Linked DNA regions of Cricetulus griseus: region 2 is linked to region 1. A link is a contact called in public Hi-C data. All regions are on one chromosome and are shown on one strand. Each heading gives the region's core, a stretch centred on a gene start, on an enhancer-like site or on the middle of the called end of the contact. The rest is flanking DNA. Distances are from core to core; before and after follow the strand shown. Region 1 holds the start of LOC100750890 (stearoyl-CoA desaturase 2). Region 2 has its middle 42 kb from the start of Pkd2l1.

Region 1 (7,159 bases), core at 1,686-4,185:
TGGGGCCTTGGTGGAAAAGGCTAACACTGATTCCCTTCCAAGGAATGTCAAGAAACAAAGGACCTTCAGAGGCTACAGAACTTGGTTGCCATTGGAGACACCACACATTGTACAAACTGCTCTGTGCCTTTCGGCAGACAGATAATAAGTTTCCTAAGAACTCTCTCTTCTCCTTCGCCCCTTCCTGTCCCTCCTACACGATCCCAGGGGAGCAACAGACAGCATACTAAGAGAAATTCTGGCCGTGGGATGAAAGACCGTACCTATGTCTGTGATGGTACTAAGATAACCAGAGCCCTGTATCACAGGGGTGGGTGTGGGTGTGGGTGTGTGTGTTGGGCAAAGCAGAGGCCTTATCAGAGCACCAAGGGAACATCTGCACTTCTTTCATGCTGCCAATGACCCAGGCAAATTGGATCCAAAAGCCCAGACAATGTTTTTAGGGGGATGACAGTGGAGGGTGGACCTCAGGACACATGGAGCCCACACAAGAACCCAGGCAATCTTAAGCCTCTTCAGTTCACCTCTCAGTCTAGCACACAGGAGACTAAGACCCCCTTCCCTGTCTCCCAGAGAAAAGTGTCCCCAGTAGTGGGTATATAACATCTCATAGCTTTAAATTCAGAAACGGGTTGGGGGAACCTTGTCCATTAGGGCTCTCACAGTGTTGTCAAAGATGTCTATTCAGCTCTGGCAGGACACACAGCTAATCTAAAGAAGTTTCCCTTCCTACTCTTGACAAAGGTGTGTTGTCAAGATTATGAGTTGAATATTTGGAACCTGGAAAACTCTCGAGGACTATGTCTCAACACTTGTAAGACCTAGGAGGACCGAGGTAGAGGCAGTTAACACTTAAGACAACCAGCCCTTCTATACATACACTGTCCTCCAAGAGAGCTGCTGTTGGTACCTATACTCAGAATCTCTCCAGAAAACCTCCCACTGTGTTGAAGAACCCCTTGCTCATGGCTCCTCCCTTCCTGGTTCAGGGTTCAGAGGTGAAACCACCTGCAAAGAATGTGTGTATCCAGGGGGCAGCATGGCCACCAACCTGTACCTATGGACCCCTGTGGAGCTGAGTTAGTGGCACACTCACAATCACAACCATCTGAAGGTTGGAGCTGATCAAGCCTCTACTGCCTGCCTGCCAAAGAGGCGTGTGTTAGGTGTGGTGTTTGCTGGGGGAGGGTCCACAGCATGACGTGGGCACCGCTGATGAGCAGCAGCAGGCAGAATAGAAGGTGAAACACTAGTCTAAAAATGGTCTGTTCACTGGCTTCTGCCAAACCCTGGGGCCATACACCTGTGCAGCTGTTTAAACAGGATCCTGCTTTCCCTTCCTCCAGGTCAAACCAGCTTGCTCTGGCTGGCCAGGCAGAGAGGTCCAAACGGTTGTGTTTATAACCCCCTTGGTTCTCTCCTCCTAAATAGTATCCCCTGTCTCTGTCCCCCTCACCGGGCTCAACAGGTTGCCGCCCATGAGGCCCGGTGCTCTAATTCTTGGTTCCAAAGTCCTTTAGGCAGGGCCTGCTTCTTTTGTGGCAGCAGGGCTGGGACAGGTGCCATCAAGTGACTCATACAGAAAACCCTGTTCAGTGGCCTCAGCTTCAATGTTAAGAGACTCTTAAAATTCAAGTTCCCCCATGCTAATCCCACTAGGCTCTTTTCCCAGCCCATTTGCTCCATCGGGAACCAAAAAGAAAGGGCTGCTGCCTTGGGTCAGAAGTCACCCTTTTTAAGAGCAAGGAGAAACCCGAAGTGCTGGCCCAAGACGAGGGGAGCTGCTCACCAAAGAGGCAGGTGTAGAGCCTGCAGGACGGAACCAGTGTGATCCCATACAGGGCCCCCAAGTGCAGCAGGGCCATGAGGATGATGTTTCTCCAGACGTACTCCAGCTTGGGCGGGGGCCCCTCCTCATCCTGGTAGCTGGGGTCATATAAGTCATCTTTTAATTCAGGGCGAACATCTGCTCCCCAGTGGTGAGGATTCTTTTCTAACTTCTCTCCTCCATTCTGCTGTCCCCCAGAGGGAGGCGCTGTGATTGTGGTGGTGGTTGAGTAAGAGCCAGAGATCTGCCAGGAGAGGGAGTGGAGAATTAGGACTGCAGACGCGTGGGGGCAGCAAGGGGTACTTCCCTCTACTGTAACTGCGGGAAGGATGCAATACCGGCCATACCCCAGCGTCAAGGTTGCATGACGGCGGAGTGCACCTCGAAATGGAACAAGGGGAAGGTCCCCGAATGCGTAGACTGGCAGGAATAAGCCTTATGTTGAAGGGGCAGGAGAGAGGTTTTATTAGCAGCACCCTCAGCAACCCACAAAGGAAATCGAAGAGGGCCAGGTTTCACTTGAAAGACTAAGAAACACAAGTTGGGGGAAATGAACTGCCCGGAGTAAAAAATCGTGTTATCACCCAGTAAAGAAGCAACCATTCAAGCAAGGTAGAGAAACTCGAAAATGATGGCTAAATGCTCCCAGCTGCTCTGAACTCCCTCCACCCCCCCCCAACCAGCCACCCACCTAGAAGTCCAATCTGCACCCGCCAGCCTCAAAGAGAGGGGTCATTTGAGGGGAGCTCACCTCTTGCAGTATGTGGGCCGGCATCTTGGCGTTGGGCGCTGGGGTCACGCTCCCAGGGATGAGAATGTGCAGCGAGCTTCAGACCTCGGGACTGAGGGTGCTATGACCAAGTTTCTGCAGCCCACTGGTGCAGAAACCCTGAGCTCCCTGTGCAAGCCCTGGGCCAGAGCTGGCAGTGAGGTAATCGTGTCCTATATTTCCTTAGGTTCGTTTTATTGATCAATGACCAGATACAAAATCAAAAGCTGGCTGGCCAAGGCAGCCGCGGGCGGAGATAAGGATAGGAAACGAGAGGACGCCAAAATCGCAGCTTGCAGCCACCAGTGTCCAGGAGTCAGAATACTGCAGACACCAACACCGCATTGTCCCATCCCCAGTCAGGAGGAGGGGGGATGCTAATGAGGCTTTCGTAAACTCTGGCTAGTCATTGGCCGACGGGAATTTGGTACCACCTCGTCCTGCTGCTCTCATTGGCTCTGCACAATCTGCTGTTCCCTCTGCCTCCAACTCCTCCTCCCCTCCTCCCTTCTTTTTCTGCCTCTAGGCTTCTCACCCATCCCCCGCTGGTCCTCCACCCAGCCCCCACCCCGCCACGGGGGCGCTTCGGCGCTCTCTCTGGGAGAGAAGACCCAATCCAGCAGTGGGGGTTGGCTTCCAGGCCAGGAAGACCCGGCGAGGTACATAGAGGTTGCACAGTTGGGGAAGCCACGATAGCGACGACCACTCATAACTCCATCGGATCTTGGCATTTCCAGAGGCGCGTGGGAGGGGAAATGGCTACCACCAACAGAGAGCAAAACTGAGAGGGGCCTGCAAGCCCGCCTCCCTCCCCAACAGGCGCCTCTGTAGACCTTGCTGGAACAATGGCTCTGCCTCGCCCACCAGCTCCAGGGTGCTTACCAGATAATACCCGGAGCTCTGGTGCCATAACCAAGTTTTTATAGATCTGCGACCTGCCCATTTACACCAGGCTCAGTTACTAAGGCCACTGTGCACAGTCCGAGGGCACAGCCACCGTCAGTCGGCAGTATCCAATCCCACCCCCATCCCCATGCCTTCCAAATGCACGTGGCACTGTCAGGTTGGAATTCTGCAGTTTTATGGAAAAGACCAGGAAACAGCAGGCCGAGGGACTCGCATGTGGAATAGGAATAGAGAACGCGTGTTGAATGACTGCTGCAAGCCTCACTGTGACCGCGCAGTGGGGACTCCATCCTTCCACTTTAAGCAGGAGGAACGTGACAGACACAGATAAGATAGATTGGCGAGTAAGTGATGAAGCTGGCTGAGCACAGCGATGTGAAACCAACCGATGCCCGAGCTCTCGGCCCCTACCTAGGACCCTATGGCCCTTGCACCCTTAGGTGCTCTGATCTCACACAGAGACCTACCCTTCATGGCCCCATCTTCTCTGCGTCAGTGTTAACTATCAAGAGAGCGTGTAGCCTGGCAGGCTATGCAGTCTGCTTCCATATACAGGCCATCCCATTATCATCGCATTGCCCACCTCCTCTAGGAAAGGACTTGGTAGAGATTGGCTACTCAAGAAGAGAGGTGGCAGGCATTTCCTGGGAGCAAGATAGACAGACCCTTTGCCTCCTGGTTCTCAGGGGCTTGCCAGCTCTCTAGCTAGTGATTAAGACACCTTCATTCCAGGCCTGGCCTCGCTGGCCAGTGCTGGCTAGGAATGCTGATTGGGATTCTCGAAAATGGCAGTTGAGTTGTCTTGGCCCAGAAGTGCTGTGTGAAGTGAACTTATCTGTAGGTGCCACTGCCCCTTGGGTTGTCTGTGTGATGGCTGATGGGCTTGGTTCTTTTACCGGCTGTGTCCTTGGCTGCCAACAGAAACTCCCTTAGACTGTGAGGCTTATACATCAGAAATCGGTTTCTCACCGTTTGGGAGGCTGAGCATCTACATCAAAGCACCAGCTGTCTGATGTCTGCCAAACATGGGCCTCCGATTCACAGGTGGCCATTATTTCTCTGTCTTCAGTGGGGGGCTGGGGGAGGTAAGCTTTGCCTCTGTGGAGTTTCTATTTTTTCTTCTTTCTTTTTATTTAGAAACAATCATTTTGCATATCAATTCCCCCATTCCCTCTCCCTCCCATCCTCCCGTGCCCCCTCTCCACCCCCCCAACCCACCTCCCACCTGCTCCCCAAGGATGGTGAGGCCTTCCATGGGAGATCATTAAAGCCTGCCACTGGGGTTTCTATTTTTTTTTTTAAGATTTATTATTACTTTTAGTTGTGTGGTCGTATTGTGTGTGAGTGTGTACACGTGAATGCAGGAACTTGGAAAGCCAGAGGTGGTGGATCCCCTGCCGCTGGAGTTGAGCAGTTTAATATGGGTGCTAAGAATCAAATTCTGGTCCTCCGGAAGAATAGCAAGCACGCTTAACCACTGAACCTCATCTCCAGCCCGTAGGGTTTCTTTTGTAAGGACACTAATATCCATCCTCCAAGCCCCCATTCCAAATACCGGTGAGGTTTCACCATTATAGTTCAGATTTCAAAGTACTGCTTGCACTCTTTAGGGTAGAAGATGCAGGGTTCCTTTGGGATGCCTTAATTGCTGCAGAAGACTGCTCTACCTGGGAGACCTACTCTTGCACATTCTCAGCCTGCAGTCCACAGTGCTGCTGGCGCGGATACCTGGGGCTGGTTGGCGATGTTACTTAAGCCAATTGCTGTTGCACTCATCTTCTATCAGAGAAAGCTAGAGGAGGCTTGCCAAGACAACAGTGTAGAACAGGAGTCCTACATTTCTCTCCAAGACAAGTTGCTGCCCTGGGGAGAAAGCTCTGGGAGCCTAGAAAAGGGCTGAGTTAGGGAGAATGAATTCCCGGAAGAAAGAAGGTGGGAACAATGGAACTGTTGATAAGCAAGCAGTCCGCAGTCCGATGCTGCCTCGTTCATCTCATGCCTTCAGGAGTCCTTGACTGCACAAAATAAAGCTGTGTGGAAGGAATGGTAGGAGGGCAGCATCAGGCTTTGGCATCACAAAGCATTAAGTGACCATCTAGTTAAAAGTTATTGGTAATATGTGATGAACATTTGTCCACAGTCAAGTTTGCAGTGATGCAGGCAAGAGCTGTTTAGGTACGGCAATGCACAGTGTATGCTTGGAAGATGTGTATGCTTGTAACACCCCTGTATGAAAAGGGACACAAGGTGTTATGGCAGTTTTAAATTTTGACCCTTCAACTCAAGAGAATAAGAATAAAATACCTCCCATGTAGGCAACTTACATAAATAAGTTAATTTTAATTACAGGCATTCCTATTGGCCTTGGGATGAAGCATGTACTTCTTACCATAACTTTGGAGACCCTCTGGACCATGTACCTTCCCTGCTTATGTATATCCCTTGAATGTCCTCATTTCTCTTCAACCCCTTGATATTTTACTGTTAAACCTATGAACATTCCTTTCCTTTCGCCTAGAGCATTCTGCCCCTCCAACCCCTACCCACTGTTGGCCTTACTGTTTTATGACTTTGTTTTTAAATCACCCAATGGTTTACCAGGCTGGCTCTCCATGCCATGTGTTCTTTAAGCCCTCTGCTTTTCTGATATTTGTACTGGGATTTACCAAGAAGGTCAGATTTGAGTACCTGACTCAACGTGGGCTTTCAGTGGGCGTTTGTTCATTGAACTTGTTGAATACATCGTAAACAGATATTTGAAATATTACCCCTGTATTATCTTTTCCAGGACCATTCTCTTTTAAGCAATAGATGAGCATTATAGCAAAGGTTGTTTTGAAAAGAAGTGCCTTCGAGGTGTGTATTGTTTCTTTACTTCTCAACCAGGGTGGCAAGTGTTAGAACTTTCTAGGTGTGGGGAGTGGGGAGTGGAGATACAGCAGATGAATGGAGAGTCTTTTGTCTAGCATCACTTTGGGACCTTACAGTCGGTCTCTCACCGCGGCATATTTTCTACCTCTCATTTCTAAGCCAATGGCAGGAACTAGCTAGGCAAAGAGAATAAAGAAGAGAGAACCACACACTTGACTGTGAGCTGGCTTCATCCTAGCTCAGCAAAGCTCTTGCTAGAGAAATTCCTTTCATCACAGTGTGAACTCATCTTTCTCAGTGAGAGAAAAGAATAAAAATTACTGTAAGCAGTTATTCGCTATCATGTCCAGATACAAAGTAAGTATTTTCTAATGTGGAATGAGGTCAGGCTATTCCCATAAGCTCCATAAGGAATGTGAATTAATAATGATCTTTTAATTCACTCTTCTACCCATTTCACTCCCCTCCCCTTCCTTCATTCTTCCCCTTTCCTTTCCCTGCCCTTCCTTTCCTTCATGAACAATTCCAATCCAAAGGCATCAGCTAAGTAAGGTCTTTGTCCTCTGGGTGGTTGGATTTCTGGATCGCAAAGTGCCTAGAATTAGGTGCCGCAGTGTAAGCCACTGAAGAGCCCTTGTTCAGGATGTTGGTTGGCTCTGGGCACTGGAGCCTGAGTGGAGAAAGCAAACGACACTTCACTCCATCCCATCCACACTCCTGGAGGAGCAGCCTGATTCGGGTTGTTGGATCCCAAGTACAGAGAGAAGGGGATCTTTCAGTCTCTG
Region 2 (7,159 bases), core at 2,033-4,532, 52 kb after region 1:
GTACAATTAATATTTGAATCAAATATTAATCTATCCTATCAAACCCAAATATTCCCATGACCATTGGTCTATCTGACCGTAGGTGGTTTGGTTCATAGGGACCTTGGCTAAGCAGCGTGTCCAGTTTTGCTGTGAGCGTGTGCTCAGTTATGTACTAGTTTACTAGGGGGCCCCATGTTTTTTGAGCCTATGTGCACTAACAGGGAGTCACTGTGGAGAAAATCTCCTCTTTTTTGCAAGTATGCTAACTCTCAGATGCCCAGAACTTACCAGAGCTAAGACCACAGAGTAGAATTCCAGGACTGAAACTGGATTTCTGCTTCAGAGTGTGGGCTGTGTAGCAAGTCAGGTGCTCAACTCGGAACTTGTCCCATGTCATATATATACAGGGATTGTCCAGGCTCCGCTACACTGCGTAGGCTGTTGTTCAAAGCTGTGTATTTAAAGGCGCTAGACGGCCAAGTCCTTTATTTCTTCATACACCTTTATCCCCCGCCAAAAGGGGCAAAGTGTGCAGACGCCGCTTGCCTACGTAGCCTCAGGCAGAGATGAGGGTGGAAGAATGCAGGGAACCAAAAAGCCGGCACTGACCAAGTCAGAGCAATATGATATTGCATACATCATCATATGTGATCTTAACATAACATGACACCACATCCTGTTCCTGTCTTTCCCCATGAGAAAATGTTAAGTGGGGCTGAAGAGATGGCTCAGTGATTAAGAGCATTGGCTGGCTGCTCTTCCAAAGGTCCCGGGTTCAATTCCCAATACCCACATGGTGGCTCACAAGCATTTGTAACTCCAGTTCCAAAGGACTCTACACCCTCTGAGGGCACAGGCACTCAGGTAGTGCACAGACATACATATAGGCAAAACACCCATACACATAAAAGAGTTTTTGAAAAGAAGCTAATACATGTCACACTTCTGGGCTCCTCACTGGTCTCATTGATCAAAGACTATCTGATGTTACCTTATCCAACCATTGTCACTGACTCAGCTCCATCTCCTGTCCTCTATGCTAACACCATTTTTCTCTCCTCCCCCCTTTTTATTCTCCTCTTTGTCTCCTTCCACTGGCCATTGGACCTCTCTTATGGGCATGGGAACACTTGAGATTTCATTTGAGAAAACAGTATCTAGTTCAGCAATACAAACCCTAGGAACCCCTGACTCATGGTGAGTGGTTGGGCAATGGGGACATTACACAGGAGGGAACGAGAAAGCCATGGTAGCAGCGACCACTCACAACTCCACCTGCCTAGCTATTCCCCCAGGAACATGAGAGGGAATAAATAGCAATGATTTTTCAACCAAGGACTCAGTTGTAGCCCTCATCTCTAGAGAAAAGCTCCTAACTCAGGGAAAAAATAATGGCACTGGCCTCACCAACTCTGAATGCTATACTAACCCTGCAGCACCACACACACACACACACACACACACACACACACACACACACACTGACCTGTGTGCATGCACACCCCATACTTAGTTAACGGGCAGGCTCTGCGGGGTAAGGACTGCCAGGGCGTTGGTTCCCCTGGGTCCACTACCTATGTCTATGCCCTCAGAACATACTGGAACTTTTTTGATTGTTTGTTTTGTTTTTGTATTTCAAAACAGGGTTTCGAAACAGGTTTTCTCTGTAGCTCTGGCTGTCCTGGAACTCACTGTGAAGACCAGACTGCCCTCGAATTCAGAGATCCACTACCTACTGAGTGCTGGCATTAAAGGCGTGTGCCACCACACCCGGCTCACACTGGGACTTCTGGGAACTTCTTGATGCCCTCTGTAGAATTTGAGGTGTTTTTGTGTAAAAGAGGCAGGAAGCCAAAGACTGAAGGAGGAGACAGGCTATGGAAGAAGAATAGAGAGCAGTGCGGAGGACATGAGGGAGCAGAAAGGTTGAGTCAGGGGAAGAATAGAAGATAACAAGAATGGAGATACCATAATAGAGGGAGACATTTTAGGTTTCAGAGAAATCAGGCACTAGGGAAATATCTGGAGATCTACAAAGATGACACCAGCTAACAATCTAAGCAACAGAGGAGAGGCTACCTTAAATGCCCTCCACTGATAATGAGATTGATGACTGACTTATACGCCACCCGATAGCCCTCATCCAGTAGCTGGTGGAAGTAGAAGCCGACACCCACAACTAATCACTGATCTGAACTGGAACCCAGTTGCAGAGAAGGACGAGTGATGAGCAAAGGGGTCCAGACCAGGCTGGTGAAACCCAAAGAAACAGCTGACCTGAACAGCTGTTGGTCCCCAGACCAATAGCTGGGAAACCAGCATGGGACTGATCCAGACCCCAGGAACATGGGTTTCAGGGAGGAAACCTCAGAAATCTATGGGACCTCCTGTAGAAGCCCAGTATTTATCCCTAGTATAGGTGTGGACTTTGGGAGTCCATTCCACATAGAGGAATACTCCCTGAGCCAAGACACACTGGGGTTGGCTTATCCTATCCCAAAGGATAAGATAGACTCTGATGACACCCTCTGGAAGGCCTCACCCTCCAGGGGGAGCAGAAAGGATATGTGATAGGTAGGGTTTTAGTTGGGAGGAGGGGTGGTAGGGGAGGACCGGAGGGAGAAGGGAACTGGGATTGTCACGTAAAACAATCTTGTTTCTAATTCAAAAAAAAAAAAAAAAAAAAAAACAAGAAAAAAAAAAGAATAGAGAGCAGATACCGAATGATTTCTGTGAGATTCATTTTGGTGAAGCCTCACCCTCTGAGGAGGCTACTCGATAGTTTTTAAGGTGTCAAATGGAGTTATCAAAAGGCTTGGTCATGGTCACACCAGCCAGGACAAGGTAGAAGTAGGAGCTCAGAGAAGAAACGTAAGGCTGATGCCCAAGCTCCTGAAGCCCAACCCCATTGCCCTATGCCTCATGACAGGGCCGGCGGCTCGGAGCCCACTGCTCCGCGTTTCTCTCCCACAGACAAGACAAGCTGCTACCCTGGGCAGCTCTCCCTCGCCTCCATCTAGGATGGCAACTTCGGGGTGCAGGCTGCAGGCTGCAGGCTGCAGGGGCGGCGCCTCCTGATTGGAGCGGGCGCGGGCAGAGCCGCAGCGCGGCTGCTGATTGGCTGCTCGGGGTCGGGTGTTGTGGGCCGAGTGAACGCGAGTAACCTCGGGGGCGGTGCTGACCGAGAGTAACCCCGGGGAGGGGCTGCTCGCCTCGCCTTTGTCTCCGGCGTTGGGCTCCGGGCCGGCTGGCCTGCCTGGGCAGAGACGGGCGTGGGAGCGGGGGCGGGGCTTCGTGTGCCTGAGCAAGCACCCGCGACCTGCGAGTCTGCCCGCTGCGTTTGAGCACAGCTGATGCTGTCTCCTGCCCCAGGTCCCAGCTGTGTAGGAGTCTAGTGGGGTTCTGTGTGAGGTCCAGTGGAGGGCTTTAGGAAAGAATTTTGTGGAGAGCCACGCGTGGACGTGGCGAAAGTGCCTTAGTAACTCTGGAGGACAGGCTGCCACCTCCTATAAACAGCCTCCAACAGGAAAAGGCTAGGCGACTTCATGGGTAAGGAGTCTGAAGAGTGGTTCAGACACTGTGGGAAACAGGTCGGTGACCCAAGAAGGCTTGAAGAATTACCGGAAGAGCACACAGCTCCACTCCTGTTACACACCCAAGTCAGGTGGAAGCAGATACTCCAGTAATCAATCCTGCAGTGTCTGTCACCGGACACACAGGGCCAATAAACTCGCCACCTCAGTTTTCTCATTGTGATTAAATTTAGTTGTCGGTTTGACTGGATTGAGAATCACCAAAGAGATATTTCTGGAGTATGTCCGAATGGGCCGACTGAGGAGGGGGAGAGCCACCCTGAATGTGGGTAGCATCTCGACACATGCTGGGTGGCGTCTGGACTGAATTTAAAAAGGCAAAAAGAGTCGCAGGCAGCCTGCAGAAGCGTTTCCTGACTACTGACACAATGTCACCTCATGCCCCTGCTGGTGGAGCTGGGGCACCTCCCTGACAAGCCTTCCCATGTGAGCCAAAAGGAAAACTTCCTTCCTTGAGTTGCTTTTGCCCGGTATTTTATTAACAGCCAGGAGAAGAAACGGATGCACCTGTATTTCCAAGGAACTAGGAAATAGACATTGGGAAAGGAAATGGACCTGTTTACACTTTGACCAAAAGTGTGAGGCTCTCCTTTCTTTCCCACTGTGGCTGTTCCTCTTACAGAGAAAAACTAGAATGTATGCAAATTTGGTTGTGAAACGGTTAACTGGGGAAAGGCGACTGCTCAACTGTGCTGGGAAGGTGGCTCAGTGGATAAAATCCTTGCCAGATAGGACTGAGGACCTGACTTCAAATTTCAGAACCCAGGTAAAGCCAGATGACCATCTGTCATCACAGGCGAGGGAGAGGCCGCTGAATGCCCCGGAGTTCCCAGGCCCGCCACACTGAGAAATGGATAAAGACACTGTTCTATTCATATACAATGGGATGCTAATGAGAAAAATATAAAGAATCGAGTACTGATTGGTGCTGCGCTGTCAACAGATGTTCAAAATATGCCTGAAAGAAGCGAGCCAGATGTAGCGCTCACGTCTTGTATGATTCTATTTCTGTAAAATGTTGCATTAAATTAAGAGAGAAAGGGAAATCAGTTTTGCCAGGGGTGGGGAAAGGGCTTGGGAGGTGAGAGGAGAAGGGTGGGGATTGGGTGGGGTAGTGTCTGTTTGGAGTGAGGAAAATGTTTTGCAACTAGGTGTGTTGGCTCCACAACAGTGTGAGTGTACAGCATACCATAGACTCATTTGCTTTAATTTTCTCATTTTTACTTATTTTTAAATAGATTTATTTATTTATTTAATGTATATGAGTGCTCTATCTGCATCTACAACCTTTTGCCAGAGAGGGCATCAGATCCCACAATAGATGGCTGGGAGCCACCATGTGGTTGCTGGGAATTGAAGTCAGGACCTATGGAGGAGCAGCCAGTGCTCTTAACCTCTGTGCCATCTCTCCAGCCCCGTCATTATTACTTTAGAAAAAAACTAAATGATTTACAGTTGCTATAGCTTGTACAAAAGTCTTAAGGAAGATGGAGGAAAGAAACTTGCTAAGATAAAACTCCTAGGATCCCAGTAGGGCATGTTTCTGACCTGATTATCAATAGTACACTGACTGTATCCACCAGTGTATCCAGACCAGCAGATTGTGGGAAATGCAAGCACGTCAGGACTAGTGTGGTATGGGGATGAGATTATAGTCTGTATAGAATGTCCACATTAAAATGGCTAATTTTGTATTGTGGAGATTCCACATCATTTTAAATGGCTATACCATTTAAAGGAAAAAAGTGCTGGGGGGCGGGGGGGATGGGGTGGTATCTTCTAGGTCATTTAGATTTTGCTAAGAAATAAGAGGTGGTGCTTTGAGCATTCTTGCGCCCTCTGCTGGCATTGTAAAATAACTCACTTTCCTTTAACTGCTTCCTTTGAGAAATGGTCCAGAATGAATACCCCTTGGGGTTTTTTTGAGCAGGTCCTCATGTGGTCCCATACCTACCACGAGTCATCACATCACACCTGCTCCTTTATAGCTTGGGTAGAGAAGCCTTGGGGGGTGTAGTAGAGTGGGACAGAGCTGTGGCCCAAGGAAGAAGTTCTTTTTGTTTCTAGCAACTCCAAGGCACACTCTGCATTTCTTGTGCCTTGCGATTATTATTGGAGTCCCTTGTGCCAAATTTAATGAGCAAAATAAGTCTGCCTGCATAATAGGATGTTAATATAGGTCTCAAGACTGGACTTACACTCACGTGACCTCATCCTCATGTGACGTTTACCGTGTTCTGTAGTGGAGATAGACCTAAACACCCCTGAGATGTTTTCATTTCATTGTGCACTGACTGTCTAGGTACAGGGAGACTTTCCAGCAGCAGAAGGTGTCCTTGAGGAACTGAGAAAGTAATAGAGTGTATTGTTGTTGGAAAAGAGTCAAGCAAATGTCAGACCCAGCTGTAGTTTAATGTGAAGATACACTAATGAATCCAGGCACTCTGGAGGTAGAGACAATGGGTCTCTGTGAGTTCAAGACCAGCCTGAGATACATAGTGAGACCCTGTCTCAAACAAGCAAGCAAGCGAGCAAACAAAAGTTTCCGTAACTACTTCCACACTGATTTGACCAAATAAAGAACTCAACTTTATTAGAAACAACTTAATGGAAGAAGGAGTGATTGGGGCTGGAAGTGTCAGACACTGAGGTCCATCTCATCAGGGAAGGCACGGTGGAGCAGAGCATGTCACATCATGGGGACACAGAAGGGAAAGAAGCCTTTCCCTTCTGGGATCTGGAATCTGCTTTGCCTTCTCGCTGACTGTGAGTCAAGAATCTTCAACACAACAGCTAATCGCCTGTTTATGCTCTTTTCCATAGGACACCTCAAACATTGATGTTGCAACAACAAATATACTTTTTAAAAGCCAGAATGCTTGTGACCTTGTGGCTTGGCACTCCTGCTTTATCCCTAAATCAAAACAGTGTGCCTTGTGAAACCACCCTACAGTTTCATTTACAAAAGATTCTCTGAGATAAGGAAAATAAACCAGCTCCTTGAATTTTAACTTTTGAACCACATTTAAAAATGCAAGCCTCGTGGCTGGAGAGATAGCTAGCTCAGAGGTTAACAGCACTGACTGCTCTTCCAGAGGTCCTGAGTTCAATTCCCAGCAACCACATGGTGGCTCACAACCATCCATATGAGATCTGGTGCCCTCTTCTGGCCTGCAGGCATACACACAGACAGAATATTGTATACATAATAAAAAAGAATCTTAAAAAAAAACACGATAATTCCATTTAAAAAAACAATGCAAGCCTCACTTGGTCTTCAAGCGTTGTTGTAAATTATATCCTTTGAGGAATGTAATTTAGAAAGGCACTGCATCATCTAAGGGAAGACACTCAGGCCAGAATCTGTGTATCTTCCTGTGGTCTCTGTTACCCTCTCTTGCTCTGCTCCTTTTCTTAGTCAGTCCCTTTATCTTCTCAACTAGTCTCCTACCTTCAAGTTTTGCTACCTAGCAAGTTTTGCTTGCATGTCGGTGTGCATTTGTGCAGTATCTAGAGAGGCCAGAAGAGGGCACAAGACTCCCTGGGACTGAAATAAAGACAGCATGAGCTGCTGTATGGGTTCT

What was found. A called contact is a pair of places that touch in the nucleus more often than the background predicts.
Region 2: a Hi-C map of fibroblasts shows a contact between it and region 1, with 3 times the contacts expected there. The contact joins the enhancer-like site here to the promoter of LOC100750890 in region 1. A contact is called at or near these places in 4 of 8 Hi-C or Micro-C datasets (the CHK-Q cell line, the CHL-YN cell line, the CHO-K1 cell line and 1 more).

Annotation. Positions count from the first base shown.
Region 1 is chr3:17,276,848-17,284,006 of CriGri-PICRH-1.0, forward strand. It overlaps LOC100750890 (stearoyl-CoA desaturase 2), which reads right to left and starts at 2,936. Exons shown (of 6, transcript XM_027407237.2): 1 at 2,580-2,936; 2 at 1,790-2,072. The coding sequence starts at 2,603.
Region 2 is chr3:17,328,044-17,335,202 of CriGri-PICRH-1.0, forward strand. No RefSeq gene overlaps it. Among named protein-coding and RNA genes, the nearest start is that of Pkd2l1, 42 kb to the right of the region's middle. Within about 2 kb of position 3,283, at least 6 of the 6 cell types and tissues checked have open chromatin away from gene starts, as enhancers often do. A contact at or near this core is called in the CHO-K1 cell line and fibroblasts, where this site is marked.